Linked DNA regions of Mus musculus: region 1 is linked to region 2. The links are chromatin contacts, called in public ChIA-PET maps. All regions are on one chromosome and are shown on one strand. The core of a region is the stretch at or near the end of the contact, and the rest is flanking DNA. Distances in the headings are between cores, read along the strand shown. Region 1 holds the start of Il18r1 (interleukin 18 receptor 1). Region 2 overlaps Map4k4 (mitogen-activated protein kinase kinase kinase kinase 4).

Region 1 (6,092 bases), core at 2,005-4,504, 480 kb before region 2:
GCTGAGCTCAGAGTCCTTTATCCACAGGAGGGAATGACAGGTCTACCTCCCTGTGCAAAAGTGTTCCTGCCCAAAATGTCTAAAGAATAATGTCATCTAGTTATCGGCTCCTACCACTGTCCTTATTTCTTATCATTTTACTCGTGTTGGGATATGGTAGGACAGAAAAGAGGCCAAAAGCATGATGAATGCTTGCTACCCAGCCACATTCCAGAAATGTCTTGGCAGCTTCTACCTGCCTCAAGAGTGCAAGAAACTTCCCACCACACCCAGGTCAACACATTCTACCCCACTCTTCACATCTAACTAGGCCATCCAAGTGGAACAGGCCTCTGGTGTATTTGAATCTGCTTTTTCTTTTTATTATATATGATTTAAATAATCACATAATGCTAGCTGTTTCAGTTCATGATTATCAACTCTTCCATTGCAAGTGATTCTTTCTCAATTCCCCAATGTCTGGAATTCTACCCAATTTGTTTAATTTCTCTTTTGGCATATTAGCATATAGAAAACTTTATAACCATGCATACAAGTCAATACTCTTGTGTGTGTGTGTGTGTCTGAGTGTGTGTGTTTCCATCATTTTAAAGTGGAGATCATTCTGTATTTCCCTCAAAGGTAACACAGACATTCCTATATTCCTCAGTTTTATGATTTCATCCTGACATTTGACTTATTTCTAAACTTACAAACATTTCATTTACTTCTTTGTCAGGAAAATGGGACCGAATTAAACTTCTACTTCCAAAATAACTATGAATTATTTCTCTGTCCAATCAATTAGTGTTACCTTTCCTTTGAAGTTGGTTGATATCCATTTACCAAGAAAAGGCTCTCCTAGAGCTCGATTGGAAATCTAGCACAGGTAGGTGCCTGGCCAAAAGCACATGTGTGTAAGCATGAACACACTCACTTTCTCTCGGTTCTCACTGTGCCAACGTTCCATAGCAGCTGATACTAACCAGCCTGAGCCACTCTATATTGGCTTCTTTGCTAAATCGTTGAATGAAAGAAGCTTACAAAATACATACAGATGCAAGTCCCGACTCATCATTCGATTTATTGCACACCTACACCATCTCTGACTTCTTAAAGCATAATGTCTTCAAAGGTTTATTTTGACAGACATGCTGCCCACTAAACACACACGGGAGGCAGCCTGAGCCCTTGACTCTTCCACATTCCCAGCTGATTCCAGTGTACAAACAAATGGAAAGCCACCAATCTATAGGTCTTGCCTGTGCACTCAGAAAAGTACATTTCTTATTAGACACATTCAGTTCATAGTTGACATAAAAAATATAAAATTAATCCATATGCAAGCATGTATGTGTGTGCTCATAAATAGAAAGGATAGTTACAAACTTAGTTGCCCAATGACATAAACTTTTCTCTAGATTAAATTAAGTGCTCTTCCAAACGTTTTGTGATCTGGAGGCATAGGGTGAAGGCCAGATGCAAGGTGACAAGTATCTCTGTCCCCCAAGACAAGGGAGTCCTTTCAAAGGATGTCAATGTGGTCATGTCCTTAGGTCCTGAGTTTCTGTTCTGTCCTTTTGGGTCCTTACCATGAGGAAACTGACCACATTCTAGTAAAAACAGTTCATCTGAGCACATAGATACTAAGCTCCTTAAAGCTTCCAGGTAAACACACACACACACACACACACACACTCACGTCCATACACACTCAGTTTCTAAGGCTGGGAGAGTGGGAAACAACTAAGCTTGTGACAGTTGAGTTTCAGTGACTCACAGGTAAACATGTCACCTCAGGGACAGTCATTGCTTAACAAAACATGACCCTGATGTATCCCTCACACTGCTTTGGTGAATTATGACACCCAATGAGGTTTTTCTTTTCCTCGCTGGGACCGCCACTGAGCTGGGCTCTCCATGACTCTTTTTAAACACGCAGTCCCTTTTGCTACAGTCTCCAATGGGTGTTTTACTTCATCTGCAGAAAGGCGAATCAGTCTGGTACAACCAACAAAAATGATCTTGAATACACCCTTGCACTTCTGCTTTAAGAAAAAAAAAAAGGTGTGCACATTTGACTTTCCATCTGTAAGGAAAGGAGAGTCATTGCTACCTCACGACACTTAGCGTAAAAATGCCTGCTGCTATTATCTCCATTTTCCAAAATGTGCCTTCACAAACATGGATCCGGACATGAAGACCATGTTCCCTTTCCCCCCCTCCCCCTCCTCTGGGACCCTATCGTCCTTGCAATATGACACGATGTTTGGCATTGTCAGGAAGCTTGCCAGTTCAGGCCAACCCTAACACACAGCACTTCCAGGGCTCCTGGACCAACCTCCACTTCCTGGTGAGGTACCCAGGAGAAGGCTCTCTGCTTTTCCATAATGTGTGCCTAAGGCAGATATTCTTGTGACTGCAGTGTGTGTGTGTGTGTGTGTGTGTGTGTGTGTGTGTGTGTGTGTGTGTTTGTGTGTGTGACTCACGAGTGTGTGCACAAGAGTGTGAGTGTACATGCATGTGTGTGGGCGCTTGTGCATGCATCAGTGCACACATATGTACATGCATGTACTCATGAGGGAGAGTGAACTATTCCCCAAATCTGCATAAATGGGTCATTCACTGATGCGATAACTGAAGATGTTCTTAGATAAATTTCTGAATATTTCTCCCCTCACACCATTTATTAAACCTGATATTGCCTGTTTCATTTGTCTCCTAAGAGGATTAAGCAACTAAAATACAGCACACCTGTGTGTATTGTCAGCAGAGGGTAAGAGCTGAACAAATCAACTGTTGCTGTGTTTTAGCTGTTCATACCTCTCTACAAAGAACATATACATTTGTACTCACTAGTTATACACACACACACACACACACACACACACACACACACACATACACACCACTCACAATTGACCTTGTTTTCAGGATCGTTGTGGGTGGTTCCTCTCCTTGCTCCAGACAGCAGAAGACAGTGAGGACTGGACATCAGAGTCTGCCCTTACCTTCAGAGAGGTGGCCCACACACAGGCCTGGGCAGTGGCTTCTCCTTCACTTACATCTGTGAAGCAGGATTCGCCCAGCAAGTGAGACTAAATACCTCCTGGTCCACAACTGTGACAACAGACAGGGAGGGAAGGCACAGTGAGGCAAGGCCAGGAGCTTGATTAGAGAGATTTGGCAAACCAGAGAATTATCGCAGGAAAAAAAAAAAAGAAGAAGAAGAAGAAGAAGCCAACGACCGGGGGTAGGGAGGTGGAGGGCTGGGAGAGGAAGATCAGAATAAGAAGAAGAAAGGAAAAGCTAAGGTTTCAGGTGGGCACCGCCTGGGATGGGAGGAGCTCCTAAGAGCTGGGGGACTGAAGCCTAGGGCGCTACAGGCTGCTCCACCCAGGAGCGCTCAAGCTTTCAGTTCTGGGAAGACCTGTACTCCTGGCAGGGTTTCTCTGCATGTCCCTGCTCACCTAAGAGCTCCACAGTTCCCAGAACTAACCCCGACACCCCACCGCTGAGGCGATAGAGCCCCTGGAGTTCTCCTGCCTGGATCTCAGCTGACTCCTCCGCCAGACCTCCAGGGAGGCACAGCCACCGCCTTTGGCTTCCCGGAACCTGCAGCCTGTCTACTCAACCACAAGAACCACCTGTGTGCCCTGTGCGCGCCACACCCTTCAGGCAGAGGGCGCTGAGAACCCAGGACTCCTGCACTGCGGGAGGAGAGTCCTTGAGACTGCCAGGCTCGCAGAGCCAACATAGTGCCAGCCAGCGCAGGATGCCCAGCCTCCTGGATGGGTGGAAAGCCACAATTGGGAAGTTATAGTGAGATTTTAAACTGTTCAAAAGAAACGAAGGCCAAACAGTATTTCTAGATTTTTTTTTTTAATAAGCTAGAACTCTTCAAACACACATGAAGAAAACACACAAGGAGTCAATGGCACAATTATTTTTGCCCAGTGAAAAATAATTTGTCATACAATAATAAATAGGAAAGGCATAACATTTTGATACATGGAAAACAAGCATTTAACAAACTTCAACACTCTTTCTACCAGAACTCACAAACTGGACAGTAGGACGGCTCCTTCCCTTCCTAATCTAATACAGAGATGGCTACAAGAGGCAACACGAGGAAACGCTTTGTTTACCTGTAACTGGTAAGCAAATAAGGTCAGCTCTGCCTGGACAAGCACTTTGAAGAAATGAGGGGAACAAAAGTAGAAATGGGAGAAAGCCCCACAGAAGACATTTTTACATGGATCATGCTTTGAACCTTTCAAAACAGTAAAATAAAACTAATATTTTGAGTTTAGCAAAAGCATCAAAGCATATGTGTGTTCATTACAGAAAAATCTATTATTTCTTCCCTTTCTTCTTCCTTCTTCCTTCTTTCCTTTCCTCCTCCTCCTCTTCTTTTTCTTTGTTGTTGTTGTTGCTGCTGCAGCTGTTGCTGTTGTTGTTAGGACAGGTTTTCTTTTTGTAGCTCTGGTGTCCTGGAACTAACTCTGTAGAGCAGGCTGGCCTCAAACTCACAGAGATCCACCTGCCTCTGCCTCCCAAGTGTGCCATGCTGCCCAGCTCAATTACATGCAAATAGTTTAGACTTATCAGAAGAATCTCGGGAACAAATAATAATTCTCTTTAGTCATTTTCCATGGATGGAGCAGCAGGCATGAGGAAGCAACTATTCCCAGGGATGAGATTGGAGAGAATTTCATTTTTAGAGGTCTTCATTCAGCACAATCATGGAATACACACTCAAACTCACACGGCTCACAATGAGATTTCATAATCACCAACATTAATATTTATCCAGTTCTTTCTGAAATCCGAATACTTCTATTTTCAGTTAGCAAAGAATCCAGCACGTTACTATGTTCCATCCAACCTAAGAAAAATTACTATCTGAGGTTGCTAAGGGACGTCCTCACAGCCACAGAGCAAGGATTCCGTTATCGGGAGTGAGGACTTCCTCCTGATTGCACGTTCTGGGACATGAGACAGTTATGTACACAGCATGCTTTTCAGTGGTCAGTTTTGGCAACTCACTAAGAAGTAGATGAAGCTGCAGAAGATCAAAACCTTCTACTACAGCAGAGCAGGTGGACTTAGCAAACCAGGCAACCACAGGGTGGATGCATGCGAGGGGAAGTTTGAATTCCTCATCACCCTCAGCTCAAGCTTCAGCCTTTGAACTGAACACTAGCAAATGTTTACCTGGCAACCCAGCCTAAGGGTACAGACTAAGAGCACACTGTCCCCAGAGAAACGGGCTACTCTAGATCCTCTACACACACTTCTGCATACGGCTTCTCTGCAGCCTCATATGTTGACCGTGAGTTCAACATTCCCCTCCTTTCAAGAGTCTCCCAAATTCTGTGTTCATTGTCACCTCAGCCTGGAGTCCCATCACCGACTGAGCAACTCAGCTAAGGCAGGGCTCATATCTATTGGCAAAATTCAAGGTACCTGTAAGACACTTGCCTGGGCTCTGGATCCGTTTCCTGGGTGCCTAGGACCTCACGGTCTGTGTGTGCTCCTGGAAAAGACTGTCCAGAGGACCTCTGACTATAGATTGATTCTGTTCTGTCCAAATTCCCTACACATTTCATAGGAGTATCACAAAAGTTAGCTGTCGCACAGTGACAGATACATTTCAGTAAGTAGGAAAATGTCCCGATGTGACATGGCAGACCTGTTTCTCATTCTGGCTGCTTCAGCCATAGTCTGCAGCACAGTCTAAAATGAGACATTTGGAACTTCTGTGAATGTTAAAGAAATCAGCCACCAGTTTTCATTATGGTGGTAAATAGGAAAAGCTGCCTAGTCTGTAGTGTACAATCTCAGCTATAAAAGTTATCGGTATAAAATTTAATTATATTTTAAAATACAGACCTACCAAAATTAATCTTAAGAGTTATGATTTTCATTATATTTCCTTTCCTTTCTATTATTTTTTATATTTTATCATACTTTCTCTTACACCTTATGTTTTCTAACACATCTTTACATTACTTTTAAAGTGAGGAAGTATTTCTAAGAAGAATAAAAAATATATAAAAGGCATTTAGAACTGAAAACATGCTCGACTGTAATGGCAATTTGGGTAAGGT
Region 2 (5,848 bases), core at 2,411-4,910:
CCTAAATGCTTTATTTTAAATCCACCTTAAATGCTAAGGCATTTAGAGAACAATGCTTTTCATATGAAAAAGTCTGAAGTTTCAGAAAAATATAAAACTGGGTCACAAAAGCCAACAATGGCAAAGAAATGAGGTCAAGTCTAAGTGAGTCAATTTAAGCACATGGGAACATGTCTTGGGCTGTCCTGCTCCTCACGATATGCACATAAATGTTGGCAGATCCTCCAGGAACGTGAAGCCATCTAGTGCACAGCCACATAGCCCTACAGAAGCTGCAGCAGGGTAGGGGCAGACTACCTCCCTACCTATAGTTATTTCCTCAACAAGCTAGCAGGGTGTCTGATGTGAACATGAGTAAGGAAGAGGGAAAAAACCCACAGAACTTCTCTTTTCTACCTCTTCCAGCCGCCTCCTCTGTTCTTTCTGCTGTTCAATCCGCTTCTGCCTCTCAGCCAGCAGCTGCCTCTTATACTCCTCCTGCTCCCGGAGCTGCTGCTCCTGCAGAAGCTGCTGTCTCCGCAGAGCCTCAGACCGCTCCTTGTTCTCCTGCTGCAGTCTCAGGAAATCACGTCGCAGAGTTGACTCTCCAGGCACATTGACGATGGAACTGCAGGGGATAGGGTCTGTCAGGGCTCCATGCATCACCTGGGCCTCGTAGGGTGTGACCCAATGGGAACACCCAGTTCCCTTCATGGGGCTACTGACTGGGCCCAGGAGTGACCCAAATCAACAAGTCTACAGGATGACAATGCCTACTGCTCCAACGGCTCACATCATCCTCTATGACTTAGTAATGTCTGAAAATGCAGTCCTAGCAGATAAGCATTCTTTCACGGGACTCTTCTTTCATGTCGGGTCTTCCTCTGGCCCTCTAGTTTTGCATCATGGCACAGAAGTACTAGCACCCACTGGTCTCAGCATCCCTCCGTTCTCATCTGGCCTACACCAAGCCTGCTTTGTTCCCTGACACTATTTTCTATCATCAGAGATGGCAGCAGGCCTCACAGGAGACTTTTCTGCGTTGGGGGCTGTTCCCCAAGCCTGTATCACACAGACTGGCAAGACACACCTCCTTAAACCCGTGTCCCTCTTTGAACTTCTATTCCCAACTCATGGCTCCCATGGGTCTCAACACAACCTTCATCTTGGTTTTGTTCTGTACTCAACCAAAGGTAAGGCCAGAGCTAGAACAGCTGTGGGCGAACCTATTACTAAAGTACAAACATAAGAAAGTAAACCCACTGAGCTAAAGCAGGCAGAAGACACCCGAAGGATGGAGGTCAAAGGCTGGCAACCATATTTGCATGTAGGGAAAATAAGGCTGTGGGAAAGTTTCTCAGCAGAGGGCCTGCTGGCCTCCGAGCTGCACGCTTCTCTGTGTGGGACTGACTTTGGTCCGGCAGCAGACTTGTACCATTTGTGCCTTCTGCAGCAATAAATGCCAAAAGCATTAAATCCTCAACCTCAAACATAAAATTGAATTAAAAACAAAACTAAAAACGAGGCAAGAGTTTGGGAAATTGTTCACAGAGATCTGTCATGGGGTGAGAAAAATGGCAGACAGGAAGCAAGCCAGTGCTGTCCACTGCTCCACGAAAGCCTCACAGAGTGTGGGCAGGCATCGGGGAAGCCTGGGCTGGCTGCCGTCTGTACCTTGGCTCTCCCTCCTGCTCAGGCACTTCCTCCTCCTCCTCCTCGCTCCCGCTGTACTCGTACTCCGTCTCATCTGAAAAACAAGGCCGAGAGAAACAGGAGAGCTCAGATCCTCACAGATGCCCGTGTAGACAAGCATCCCCAGAGTCAGAATGACCAAAACCAAGATGCAACTTGTGAAAACGGCATGGGGAGAAGCGTGTCTGACCTCCCGTCAAAGGTCAGGAATTCTGAGCTGGCTACACTCCCTACAGAAGAGCTGGTCATTCTCCACTGATAAAATCTGAGGAAGTGTATACAAAAAACAAGAAAACCAAAAAACTCAACAGCATCAGCATAGTCACACTCAAGAAAGTATTACACTGACAAATATAAACAGATATCGATACATAGATGACAGAAATAGCAGATGTGTTAAAAATTCAGAGATCTCAAATACTGGTCTAGAGAAATCAAGAAGCTAAAGCAAACGCAGCTCATGTCAAGAAATAAAGAGCAGCGAAGAAAGCACCGAGGCAGACTCGGGGAGAGGGGTCACACAAAAGTAGTCACCACATCCAGCTCTCTGAAAAGATCAATAAGATTGACTAACTCCAAGTTATACTAGTATCATAAAGATAAAAATCAAATTGTTACCATAGAGCCAATGAAACCCAAAAGATCCTTAGAAAATGCTCTGAAAACTTATATTCCAAAGGTTGGCAAGTGAAAAAAAATGAACAAGATTCTAAATGTCTGCAGTTTACCACAATGAAATCTGTAAGATATGAGCACTGAGACTGGGATGGGGTTAAGAAGTGTAAGGCGGGACAGATGCAGGGCAGGTTGTGCCAAATTGTTGAGGATGACCGGACACCAACACTCTCACCACTCCACGAAGAAGAAGGGGAAGACGCTACCAGACTCATCCTATGAAGCCAAGATGACCTACCAGCAAACCCAATAAAGACGGAATAAAAGAACATCAAAGGCCAATTTCTCTAAGGAACATTGGGTTTCTTATATTCTCAACAAAATACTTGAAAGCCATATTCAAGATCATATAAAGACACAACCAAAATGGCTTTATCTCGAGGATGCAGAACTGTGGCAGCCCACACCCCCCAATTTTAATACATGGTGTAAATAAACTCAAGGACAGAGCTCAAAAGGAGAAAACTTGAGCCGGGCGTGGTGGCACACGCCTTTAATCCCAGCACTCGGGAGGCAGAGGCAGGCAGATTTCTGAGTTTGAGGCCAGCCTGGTCTACAAAGTGAGTTCCAGGACAGCCAGGGCTATACAGAAAAACCCTGTCTCGAAAAACCAAAAAAAAAAAAAAAAAAAAAAAAAAAGAGGAGAAAACTTCTGACTCGTGGTACACACCCAGCAGAGGGGAGGATAAGACGGAAGAATCGCTGTGAATCTGCAGCTTACGTTATAGTGAGGCCCTACTTAAAAAAAAAGTCCCCAAGAAAGAAGGAGCACAAAACCTACAGATATACTTCTAACAGTAATGGCTATAGTAAAGGCAAACCTATAAACAACACTGTACTAGATGGGGAATAGTGAATATATTCTCTAAAACCTAGAACTAGACACTTATTTGATACAGTGTTTCAAGTCCCACCCAACTAAACAGTAATACGTAAAAGGTATAAAGACAAGAAAGAACTCAAAGTATTGCTAATCTCAGACACTTAAAGACCCTGCAGGATACAGAATTAACATACAAAACTCAGTAGCTTTCCTATATGACAACCACAAACTCACTGAGAAAGAAACAACTGTCCAGGAATAAATCTGAGGCAGAACCGACCATGAAGTCATTATGCCACTTGAAAATGACACTACATAGCAAAATCTTCCTGTGCTTAAAAAAGTAATCTAAAACATACATATGAAACTGAAGACTGTGTAGTCAAATCAACCTCAGGGAAACGAGGTGTGTTTCACACGGTTTACCCGGGTGTCAGTGTGCGGTATATGACATAAAACCAGGCGGAAATCACGAGAGGGGAGGCGGGCTGTTGAGGAGTGTTAGCATCCAGTGGTCTTGCTCTTGCTGTGCAAGTGTGCAGGAAAGCCCAGGGCCACGAGACAGGAAGAGGAAAGAGGGTGCTAGGGAGGAAGAGCACAGGGGAAGGAGTGCAGCTCAGCAGCAGCAGCAGTACTTAAACTGTCAGAATGAAGCCTGCTGCTTTAACACAGTCTAGGGCCCCTTAACGCTATGGTAGGAAGGCAAACTTAAAGGAGCCTTCATACCTTTCTCGCCTCTCTTCTTTCTGGTCCGGTCTATGTGATCCTTAAGCTGGATTCGAACCTGCCTTTCATTGGGCTGATCCCTTATGAAAGGGTGTTTTAAAAGTTGCTCTGTAGAGGGCCGCTGCATGTAATTCTTCACCAGACAGCCTTCTATAAAGCTGAAAAATTTCTTTGACCTGTAAGAGAAAGTGAAACATATCATCAAACTTCTATCACCAAAGTTAAGCTCAAAAATACTGGTGACGAGCCTGAAAACCATTCTGTGACCAAACCTGCAGTGCACACTAACAATGTACTGCAGCAGTCAGCAGTGTCACTGGGACCACACCTGCAGTGCACACTAACAATGTACTGCAGCAGTCAGCAGTGTCACTGTGGTCACACCTGCAGTGCACACTAACAATGTACTGCAGCAGTCAGCAGTGTCACTGTGGTCACACCTGCAGTGCATACTAACAATGTACTGCAGCAGTCAGCAGTGTCACTGGGACCACACCTGCAGTGCACACTAACAATGTACTGCAGCAGTCAGCAGTGTCACTGTCACCACACCTGCAGTGCACACTAACAATGTCCTGCAGCACTCAGCAGTGTCACTGTGGTCACACCTGCAGTGCACCACAAACAACATTATCATACAGAGCGATAAAAGCAGCCAGGTTTAAAGGAACAGAGTTTAAGTCTACTACTACTCACTAACCATTAAATCATGGAACAAGCAGAGGCACAGGAACAGAGAAAGGCCTTCACTAACGTGGGGGTCAGGGAGGTGCACAGATGACCATAAGTCTCATAACAAACAGAGATGAGCAAGGGGCCTGCCTCTGTTGGCAAACGCAGGGCATCTACGGATGGATGCTTCAGCCAGCCTTACACTGGCTTGAGCTCGATTCATCAGGTCCCAGAGTTTAGTGGACAAAGGCAGAAATGACAGGTTTTACTTTGTGTGTGCACGATGGGGGTGGGGTGGAAGACTCAGCCCTGCCACTGGTTGGTACACTTTATAAAACATCACAACTATAGCTGCAACCCACCCTAACCCCCAACAGGATCTTGCTCTATTACCCAGAATGCTTTTAACTCCTATGTTCAAATGGTCCTCCTGCTGTAGTCAGGGCCTGCAAACATGGCCGATGGCCCCAGACACCCTTCATCAATGTTAAAATGTGTTATCAAAGGACTTTAACACATCTTTGCCATTTTAGAAGAAGAATGTTCTGCAACATATTACACTTCAAAGATGTTTAACTCTTAAACGTTAAACATAGCCTTTTCTTCATATTATGGGGCTTTCGGAGTTGCTTGCTATTAGCGACTAAATGAAATCCGATGAATCAAGAACAACAGGAAGAACTCATGTGCCTTAGACTGTTGAAGGCTGCTGACTTTGTAGTACCGAAGTTAGGGTGGCCAGAATTTTATTCCTGAACAAAATGAAACTATAGAGAGGTAGGGAGAAAAGAAAAGAAAGGCATAGAAAAGGGGGGAAGGGGGAGAGGGACCGACAGAGTGGGGGAAGGGAGGGGGAGGTGGGGCTTACCATTTTTTTGACTTCAGCCTGGGAGGAGGGTTTCTGGGGATGAGAAACAGCGCTCTCATTGGATGCATGTCACAGAGAGCTGGGAAAGGAGATGGCGGTGTCAGTAAGGCTTACTCTCCTGACCACTGGGGTTCATGTACAAACAACTTCATTCACAAATAATTGCCACAAATATGCCAAGCAGCTAAGATATCTAGTTATAAACCCTAGGCCATAACTTGAATTTTACCATTTAAAAAACAATAAAATAGAAGCAGACCAAAAATACACAACTTCAAATTGACACTGCAAAGTTTTCATAAATCAAAGATAAATATAAACTCAAATTCAAAAGGAGAAAAATTTAAGTGTTTAAATCACCTTTAAAATTATAATGAAAACGGCCGTGTTTATAAGGTTGGTCTAAGGATCAG

Evidence for each region. ChIA-PET counts read pairs in DNA pulled down with a chosen protein or histone mark.
Region 1: an RNA polymerase II ChIA-PET map of effector CD8 T cells shows a contact between it and region 2, with 5 read pairs. The contact joins the promoter of Il18r1 here to the enhancer-like site in region 2. A contact is called at or near these places in 1 of 15 datasets of contacts at CTCF or cohesin (the NIH/3T3 cell line), 3 of 115 datasets of contacts at active chromatin or transcription factors (effector CD8 T cells, regulatory T cell precursor and thymic regulatory T cells) and 1 of 9 other capture datasets (adipose tissue).

What each region holds. Positions count from the first base shown.
Region 1 is chr1:40,463,168-40,469,259 of GRCm38.p6, reverse strand. Il18r1 (interleukin 18 receptor 1) reads right to left here and starts at 3,254. Exons shown (of 11, transcript NM_008365.2): 1 at 2,903-3,254. Il1rl1 (interleukin 1 receptor-like 1) reads right to left here. Exons shown (of 11, transcript NM_001025602.3): 11 at 3,845-6,092.
Region 2 is chr1:39,984,848-39,990,695 of GRCm38.p6, reverse strand. It overlaps Map4k4 (mitogen-activated protein kinase kinase kinase kinase 4), which reads right to left. Exons shown (of 32, transcript NM_001252200.1): 9 at 5,436-5,514; 10 at 3,896-4,071; 11 at 1,654-1,726; 12 at 397-607. Among named protein-coding and RNA genes, the nearest start is that of Map4k4, 87 kb to the right of the region's middle. Within about 2 kb of position 3,660, at least 16 of the 459 cell types and tissues checked have an H3K27ac peak or open chromatin away from gene starts, as enhancers often do. A contact at or near this core is called in effector CD8 T cells, where this site is marked.